Regions from separate parts of the Gossypium hirsutum genome. Here region 2 is linked to region 1. A link is a contact called in public Hi-C data. All regions are on one chromosome and are shown on one strand. The core of a region is the stretch at or near the end of the contact, and the rest is flanking DNA. Distances in the headings are between cores, read along the strand shown. Region 1 has its middle 28 kb from the start of LOC121227885. Region 2 holds the start of LOC107948634 (probable E3 ubiquitin-protein ligase HERC3).

Region 1 (4,189 bases), core at 1,056-3,555:
GAGTTTATGGCTTTGTTTGGGAAAGAAGAGTATATGAGGGTGAAGATTAACTTTGGTTGGTTTAGAGTTGGGCATTTAAATGGACCTTAACACCCAGGTGTTGAGTTCAATGTAATTTCCTATTAATTCAAGTTATTGGGTGATTATTAAATAAAACTTAAAACTTTTTTTTTTCTCTTAATATAATTATAAAAATATTTAATTTTAAAAAATTAACTCGTTTAAATATTAAAATACCCAAAGTAAAGAATGTAATATCATTAAAAATTCCAAAATTTTCATAACATAACTCTATCTAATTTAACTAAAAATAATATATACAACCATTTGTCTCTTGGTGGCTACATTGGATCTTAAGCCTTAGACGAATTAGGAGCATTGGTTGGACTTGCTAGAGTGAACGAGCTGGGTATTGATATCAACATTTCTGCAAACTCTATCTTTATTCTTATCAAATAAAGAACATAAAAACAGACACATGCATTTAAATAAAAAATTCACAAAATATCCTTTAATTTACAAACTACTCAAGGAAATAACACTCAATTCTTTTGTTTGAATTATGTTTATGGCCGCCAATTCCAACATATTGTTATGTTTACATTATTTTCATAGCAAAGTTGGAATTAGAGCTTTGACAAAATGAACATATTGCATTAACAATTTCATAAAAAAAGAAAATGGATTTCATTTGTCAAATTGGAAAGCTATGGATGAACAAATTATAGGGTGCGACTTCAACAAGTAAAGCTCAATAAAGGCAAACATGGGTGCATTAATGGCCAGGGTTTGCTCTACCTTATTAAGAATTTTTTGGACTCTTAAATTCAATATTTGCCATTTTTTATAATCACGACAATCTTTTTTGTTTTGTTTTTCCTTTTAGTCCTTTTTCATGGACCAAGCAATTTGCCAAAGATAATTAAAAAGAAAATATTCAAAATTGATAGGCAATCTACTAGAAGATGGTGCCACCAAAAATATATTTCTCAAGCCTTAAATCCAATATTTATCTCACTTATTACATTCAACAAATCAATTTTATTTCAAGTTCCAAACTCTAGTAGAAAGCCCATGAAGATGCTAGAGAGATCCATGGCCCAAGCCAACATTCCAAATGTAAAGCCATTCAAATTTTTTAAGGCCCATATATGCTTTTCCTCAAAATTCCCTATGTTATAATTCAACAAACATTAACCTTGTTCATGTTAATTTTCGTTTTCTTGAAAAATGGATAAATATAGAAGAAAATAAGTTTGGCTAAAAATTTTAAAAATAATTTTAGAAAATGAAAATATCTGAAAAAATGATAAAAAAATATTTTTCACTGATTTCACTAAAAATATTTTGTAAAAATGAAAATAAAGTCTCTTAACTTTAAACTAAATTGAACATGGTTCAAACCTATGTAAAAAAAAAAATTTCAACAGTTTTTTAAATGTTAATCTGGTACCTTAATTTAAATTCATATAAATGTAATTTTTTTTAATTTTAATTCTCATATTTCTATTATAAAAAAAGGTTAACAAACATTTTTTCATGTTTTCATTATCGGAAATAAATTTTTATTTATCAAACATGTTTTTCAAAATAGAAAATATTTTAAGAAACTAAATGGTGTCGTAAATACATTAATAATAGATGTCTATAACCCCGTCAAACTCTCATTGAACTTAAGACAATCTTTTTTGTCATTTTTTATAATCACGACAATATTTTTGGTTTATCTCATAAATTCAAAATTTCCCATTTTCCTCCACCATCATCTTTAAGAAGGATTGTAAACAAAATATTTGACTATAAAAGATTCACTTGAATTGTGTAATAGTTTAAAAGAAAGATATGACCATCAGAAAATGATAATTTTACCAAAAGCTCGTTATAATTGGATGTACTTTGAGTTTGCAAGATTATAAAACAGTAAGTGAGTATAATTCTACAATATTTAAGGCAAGTTCTTAATTAAAATTATGTGAAGAGAAAATAACTGAAGGGGACTTATTGGAGAAAACTTTCTCAACTTTTCACGCATCTAATGTGCTTCTGAAGCAATAATATTGTGAAAAGGGTTTTAAGAAATACTCAAAATTAATCTCATACCTTTTAGTGGCTGAGCAAAATAACGAGCTATAATGAAAAATAATGAAAGCAATCCTACTGGTTTTGCTCCATTCCCAAAAGTGAATGCAACAATACACAATAATTATAGAAATAAAAGAAATCGCAATCATGGTCGTCGTCGTGATCGTGGCCATGGCCATGGACATGGTTGAGGACGCTGTAATATCGCTATCAAGGTGCTAACATTTATTATGACCACCAAAAGAAAAATAAAAGAGAATACAAAGAGAAATGTGATGGTCCATGCAATCCTTCAAAGGGCACTGAAAATTTGTGCCATCAATTTGGTTTGAGTGAGCATTAGTCATGTACCTATCATACACATGAACATCTTGTAAAGTTTTATCAAGCTACCATCCAAAGGAAAAGAAAGAGAATTGAAACAAATTTGGCTTTATCTAAATGATATTATAGAGGCTAATTTTGCTCATAATGATAATAGTTTTAAAAACTTTGTTGATATGACCCATATTGCTGTAGAGGATTTCTTTGAGCCTAGAAATCAAGAATTTTAAAATATGTAATAATATTTTATATTTTTTTATGATTTTATAATTTTTGTTATTCATGCTTGGTGTGACTTTAATATGCTTTTAGTATGTTTTGTTATAATTTTTAGTGTTTACAATATTGCTTATGATGTTTTGTTTTACCGGAGAATATGGATCTTTTGCTTGAAACCATGATTAAGAATGAAGACACATGTCTTGCAGATAGTGCTACAGCGTATACTATGCTTAAAAATAGGAAATATTTCTCTTAATTGCAAGCAATGAAAATGTCAACATTGTATCTAATAGTGCAAAATTAATCGAAGGCTCTCGAAGAACTATGATATTATTACCCTAATGGATAATGTTTATTATAAATGATGCATATTCATTCATAAACACAATCTTCTCAACTCATCACATACACAATCAAGTATATTTTTCTTTTAAATATATAGCCCTGTCACCACATGTCACATTTCAAAAGTGAGCGTTTTACGATTGTTTACTAATATAGGTTGTCTTTCTATATTACGATTTGTCCACGTAATACTGTTTAATATTATTTAAATGTTAAATAATCAATGAACCAATATTTTCTTTCATCTTGCATTGCATGCAAAAACTGTTGAAATTATTAAAGTAATATATTTAAAAAATTACAAGTACATAGTTGAAAAAAATTATACCAAGGGCATTAGATCCCAACATGCACCTCGTGCATTGTGGTTTGTTTTAAATCAACATCATCTGGCACACATAGTCTACCTCTTAAACACAATCCACCATCGCCATCCAATCCAAAATCAATCGAGTAATTCTATTCAATATGTTTGACTCTAACCATCAATTTCTAATTGCTTAACTACTTCTTTTTGATCCAGTCAGATAAAGGTTGGTTTAATCTGAAGCCCAGCTAACAAACTTCCCACTTCCAAAACTTCGAGTTTAGCATTCATCACTCTAAGGACTACAAAATCGAAGGTTTCGAGTTAAGAATCTATCTTAAGCAATCTTTTAAGAAAATTAAGGGTAAAGTTTATGATTTCATTACCTGCAAGGTATTCCATCTTAAGCGCATTAACGACTACATTTGCTTTATCGAAAACAGTACTTTTTATTTATAAGAGGAGTGACTGAGTTTTGGTGTCACTTCCAATTTTTTATGTAAGCTAAGTCTACTTTTTTTTTATTACTCAACAATTCTTTTTCTTAATGATCATGTAATTACAAAAAAATATTTTACAACTACCAATTTTTTTAAGTGGGATCTAAAGTAGTGTTTGGTGCTTTATCATGTTAATTATAGTAGAATCTAATTCTTTATAATGTAATTAATGATAATGTGATTGATGAGAAAAATTATTTTACAATGTTTGGTATATACTGAAAGTATTGATTAAAAAATTCAGGAAAGTTGCATTATCGCATTTAGTTTACTAAATATATATATATTTTTTAAATATAATGATAATTTATAAAATTACCCTTATACCAAACGTTGAAAGAACTTTTCAATTGATTAAAATACTACCTTAAAGTTCTAAGTATTTAAGAGTTGTTTATTTTAAATTAAT
Region 2 (4,189 bases), core at 831-3,330, 430 kb after region 1:
TTGACGTTATCACAAATTCACAGTATATTATGTTATCATCATTTCCAGTCATGTAATATTTGACTTTCTCAGAGGTTGTGGCTGGATCAAACATTCAAAACCACATCAAGCACTAACATCCATATGCAATTACAAAGAACTGACATCAGCTGCCAGGGAAAGAATATATGTGGCTCGTTTATGAAATGTACCCTGTGTATGCTATTGGCCAACTGAAAAACATGGCAAACTGAATAAAGGTGAGCAACAAACCTCTCCAGACTGCAAAACAAATGCAGCATGATTCTGAGAGGCTGACACCTGGATCACATTAGCTAGAGAAGGGAAGTTAATCCTCGTAAATGCTACACACTGTGTTGTTTCAGGACCATGTCCAAGGACACCACACAAACTGGAACCACAAGAGTACACTGATGAATTCCTAATTAGCAATGTGTGATACCTTCCAGTTGTTATCTGCATCTGGTAGATCAAACTTGATAATAAGTGTTGAGCAACCAGAACTCATTTAATGGCAATATAAGATATATAAGAGATGGAGACAGAAACATAAGAGATTTGAAAGATGCAATCAAGTATCGACATGAAAAAAAAGAAACGAACCTCTTTGTGTAGCAAAAAAATGAATGATAAGGAACCATCAAACAACTAATTACTAAAGCCAGCAAAAATGCAACCAAATTAATACTGAATAATCCACAGTGAAAGCAGGTAGAGTTCAGCCAAATTTCAACTTAAGTTGTAATTTAAGCATTTGTACAATTGTTGCTTCTATCACTTACTTTCTGCTATTTCCTTTATGTTGCCCCGGAAATTGCTTTAAACCATCTATGCTAACCATTTAAATCATAATTCTCCATAAAAAACTAAAAACCAGGCATTTTAATATTCAAAAAACTGTAATGTAACTTTAACTTCCTTCAGAACTAGTATTTCTATTATATCCGAACACACCAAAAAGAGCAAACCATAAGAAACCAAACAGAAACTAAATCCCAACTAAATTCTCAGCCATTTCTCAAGTTAACAGGCAAAAGTACAAAAAATTATTAATTCTAAAAGCAAAATGATCAAAATTAATATATTTAAAAAAAAAAAGAAATAGTTACATTGCCTGCAGAGGTTTGGACCATGTCCGACGATTGCTCTACTGATTGCAAAAACCTCAAAAGTCGCTTCCAATTTCCATCACACCGTTCAAAAATGTCCCTTTGACTACTACAACTCATCCCTATATATATCCCATTCGTCATGCACAATTGAAACGCGGCTAAATCAACCAGCGACCTGCATTTCGTGGGATAAACACCGTGACACCCTCCGAATGTTCTCGAAGTCAGCTCCAGCGACACTAGGTCAACGGCACTTAACCGTTTACCGGACGTTAAAATTTCCAAAATTAGATGCGACGGCAGATCGTCAATCGAAAATAGCCTACTCCGATCAGCCATTGAAAATTTTTTGATTTTCTTTTAACTGGAAATGTAACGGATTTAGGGTTTCGATTTCTAAGAAAAAGAAACAAGAGAAAAAGAAAATTTATCAAATTTTGAGGCGAAATCTTAAGCAATTAAAACAAATTATAAAGAAAGCATCGGAAGGAAGGAGAATTGAGAAATTCAATTGCGATTGATGCTTTGATTGGAAACTAATCATCAGATGGGATGGATCGGATCACTAGATCACCGTTGATTTTCGTTGTCAAGAGAATGAGAAATTCAGAATTTTTTTTAAATTAATCTGCAGAAAATGGATTTAAAAAACAGAGGATTACCAGAATTTCAAAAGTTTGAGATTGGATTGAAGAAAGAAACAATTAAAGAAAAAAATAAGTTAAGGAAATCAGTGAAGATCGATCACTACCAAAAGAAGGATTTTTCCTTTCTTGCTTTTTCTTTTTCTTTTTCCACCGAAAAATTGGAAGTGGAAAATTGAGCTGAAAAGTACGTTATTTGTAAAATAATTAAATTTAAAAATGAAAAAGGAGATGTAAAGAAGGCATGAAGGAAAAGATACTGCCAACCAAGGTTTTCCGCATTGAATCTATAGTCCAACAACCATGCATTATCGGTTTTTGGTTTAATCAATCAACTCGATTTATTCGAATTTAATCTTTTATTTTGGATTAATACTTCAATTGATTCTTGGTTCAATTTACTCGATTAGTTAATTCAGTCTAATTTTAAAAATAATAATAACAACTCAAATAAATTTGATTTAGTCGAATTGGGTCACAAATTTAAATCAAATTTATTTAAATCGAGTTGATTTAAAATATTATTTAAATAAAAGTTGAAACTTATATACTTTATATGAGTTTTGTCTCTATATAATTTTTCTTATGTAATGCTTATAATTGGTGGGAAGATTATAAAAATGATTTTATGTTCTTAAATTAGACAAAACGTAGTTGTAAGCCTGTTTCTTAACTTGATACATAAGGGGATGGCATCATTAACTCTAAATTATTAAAGTTTACAAATTTGTTTGATAGAATCAATCCTAAGATAACCATGTGAAGAGAGTCAATAACATCTCAACACGGATGAGAAAGTTTTTCTTTTAGATGACGTGTCGAATGAGGATTGGCTAACTAACGTCAAAAGCGATGCAGCTAGGTATTTGTCTTCTGGTTTACAGCACAAAATCTACGAATCGGAAGCTTTGGTCCGTTTTTTGTGTTTGGTCGTGGATTTCCACTACCTGTCGTTCTACCCTTCTATTTTGTCCGAAGATTGATTGACACGTGAATCCTCAAAACTTGCGACGTGGAAACCACAATTCCATTATTTATAATGTTTTTAATTTTTTTTATGTTGGTTTTATAGTTTGTAGTGAAAGTTTGTGGTTGTCTAATGTGGTTTTTAACGGTTGAAGTAATTGAGGGAGCAAATATAAAATAATTTATGCAAAAGAAATGAGGGATTAAATTGAATAGAAGATAAAATTAGATCGAATGTTTAAAGAAGCAATAATACCAAAGCTTTAAGAAAGCTATCAATTCATTTAATTGTTTCTAATTCACGTATATATAATGAAAAGTTTACGGCATTTTCATCTTAAATTTCATTATTATTATCTTGAAAAAAAATCAAATAAAACATGATATGTTAAAATTTAGAATGAAAATGTTAAAATGACATTAAATTGTTGGAAAGGGATACAACTAATATGGTATCCCAGTTTCATATAATTATTTTTTATTTATACCTTCCCTAAGTCGGCATAATGCAAGTCGGTTTATACATATATTATTGTTTTAATTAATGGATAAGTTTAAATAATGATGGATGATGATAAGTTTGATTTTTTTTCTAGAGACAATGAGAAGGATCAGGAGAGAGAAAAAAAAAGTTAGGTTGTCTCTTGTCACATTAAGAGATGGTAATGAATCCCAAATTGAAAGCCTAATTAATGGTTGATAGTTATATATCATGATTTCCAGCTTAATCTGCATCACTGTGTCATACTAATTCACACGTCTTGCTCCTATAATATAAGCCGTAGTCAAGTGTGCCTTTGGCATACCTCATTATTCGATAAACAACTTCTAAATGAGGTTTTTTTGGCTTCTGCATAAAGTGACTAACTATTCCAACTGCAAAGGTTATATTCAGTAGCGTTAATTTAACTATTTTCCTTCAACTACAGAAAGTTTGGCATTCGTCTCCGTTGGTGTTGAAATCGACTTCCAATTCTACACCTTGTATTTTGTTACGAGATCTTGTATATAGTTTTGTTGACTTAGGAATAGGCCTTTCTTGGTCTGTTCTATCTCAAGCCTTAAGAAGTGCTTCAATTCTCCAAGTTCTTTTGTTTGAAATCTTGTTGAAAAATTGGCTTGTGTTTGATGAACCTCAAGTTCAATTATCTAAGTTCTTCAATTCAATTCTTCAATTCTGGTTCTGGCTACCCATGAAATAAATAGATTTTGGGTTTGATAAGAAGTCTTCGAACAAGTGCCCTTCCCCACAATAGGCACAGGCTATATTCTCGAATTGATTAGGCGGCTGAGCTGCAACATTGTTAAACCCATTAGTGGTAAATTTTTTAAGCATTGAGGATATCGAAAATACTTGAGCTACAAGTGATGTGAGGGCATTTACTTTATGTACTCCTACAACTCGTCTTGAAGTTGCTCAATTAGTTGGCCATTGGTAATTGTTGTTGGCAATTCTCTCAATGATTT

Evidence for each region. Hi-C and Micro-C count contacts between places; a contact is called where the count stands out from the background.
Region 2: a contact with region 1 is called in a Hi-C map of leaf, with 1.6 times the contacts expected there. The contact joins the promoter of LOC107948634 here to the enhancer-like site in region 1. A contact is called at or near these places in 2 of 34 Hi-C or Micro-C datasets (both in leaf).

Annotation. Positions count from the first base shown.
Region 1 is chrA04:5,617,161-5,621,349 of Gossypium_hirsutum_v2.1, forward strand. No RefSeq gene overlaps it. Among protein-coding and RNA genes, the nearest start is that of LOC121227885, 28 kb to the right of the region's middle. Within about 2 kb of position 2,306, at least 1 of the 9 cell types and tissues checked has an H3K27ac peak or open chromatin away from gene starts, as enhancers often do. A contact at or near this core is called in leaf, where this site is marked.
Region 2 is chrA04:6,044,452-6,048,640 of Gossypium_hirsutum_v2.1, forward strand. LOC107948634 (probable E3 ubiquitin-protein ligase HERC3) reads right to left here and starts at 2,081. Exons shown (of 6, transcript XM_016883258.2): 1 at 1,110-2,081; 2 at 253-462. The coding sequence starts at 1,451.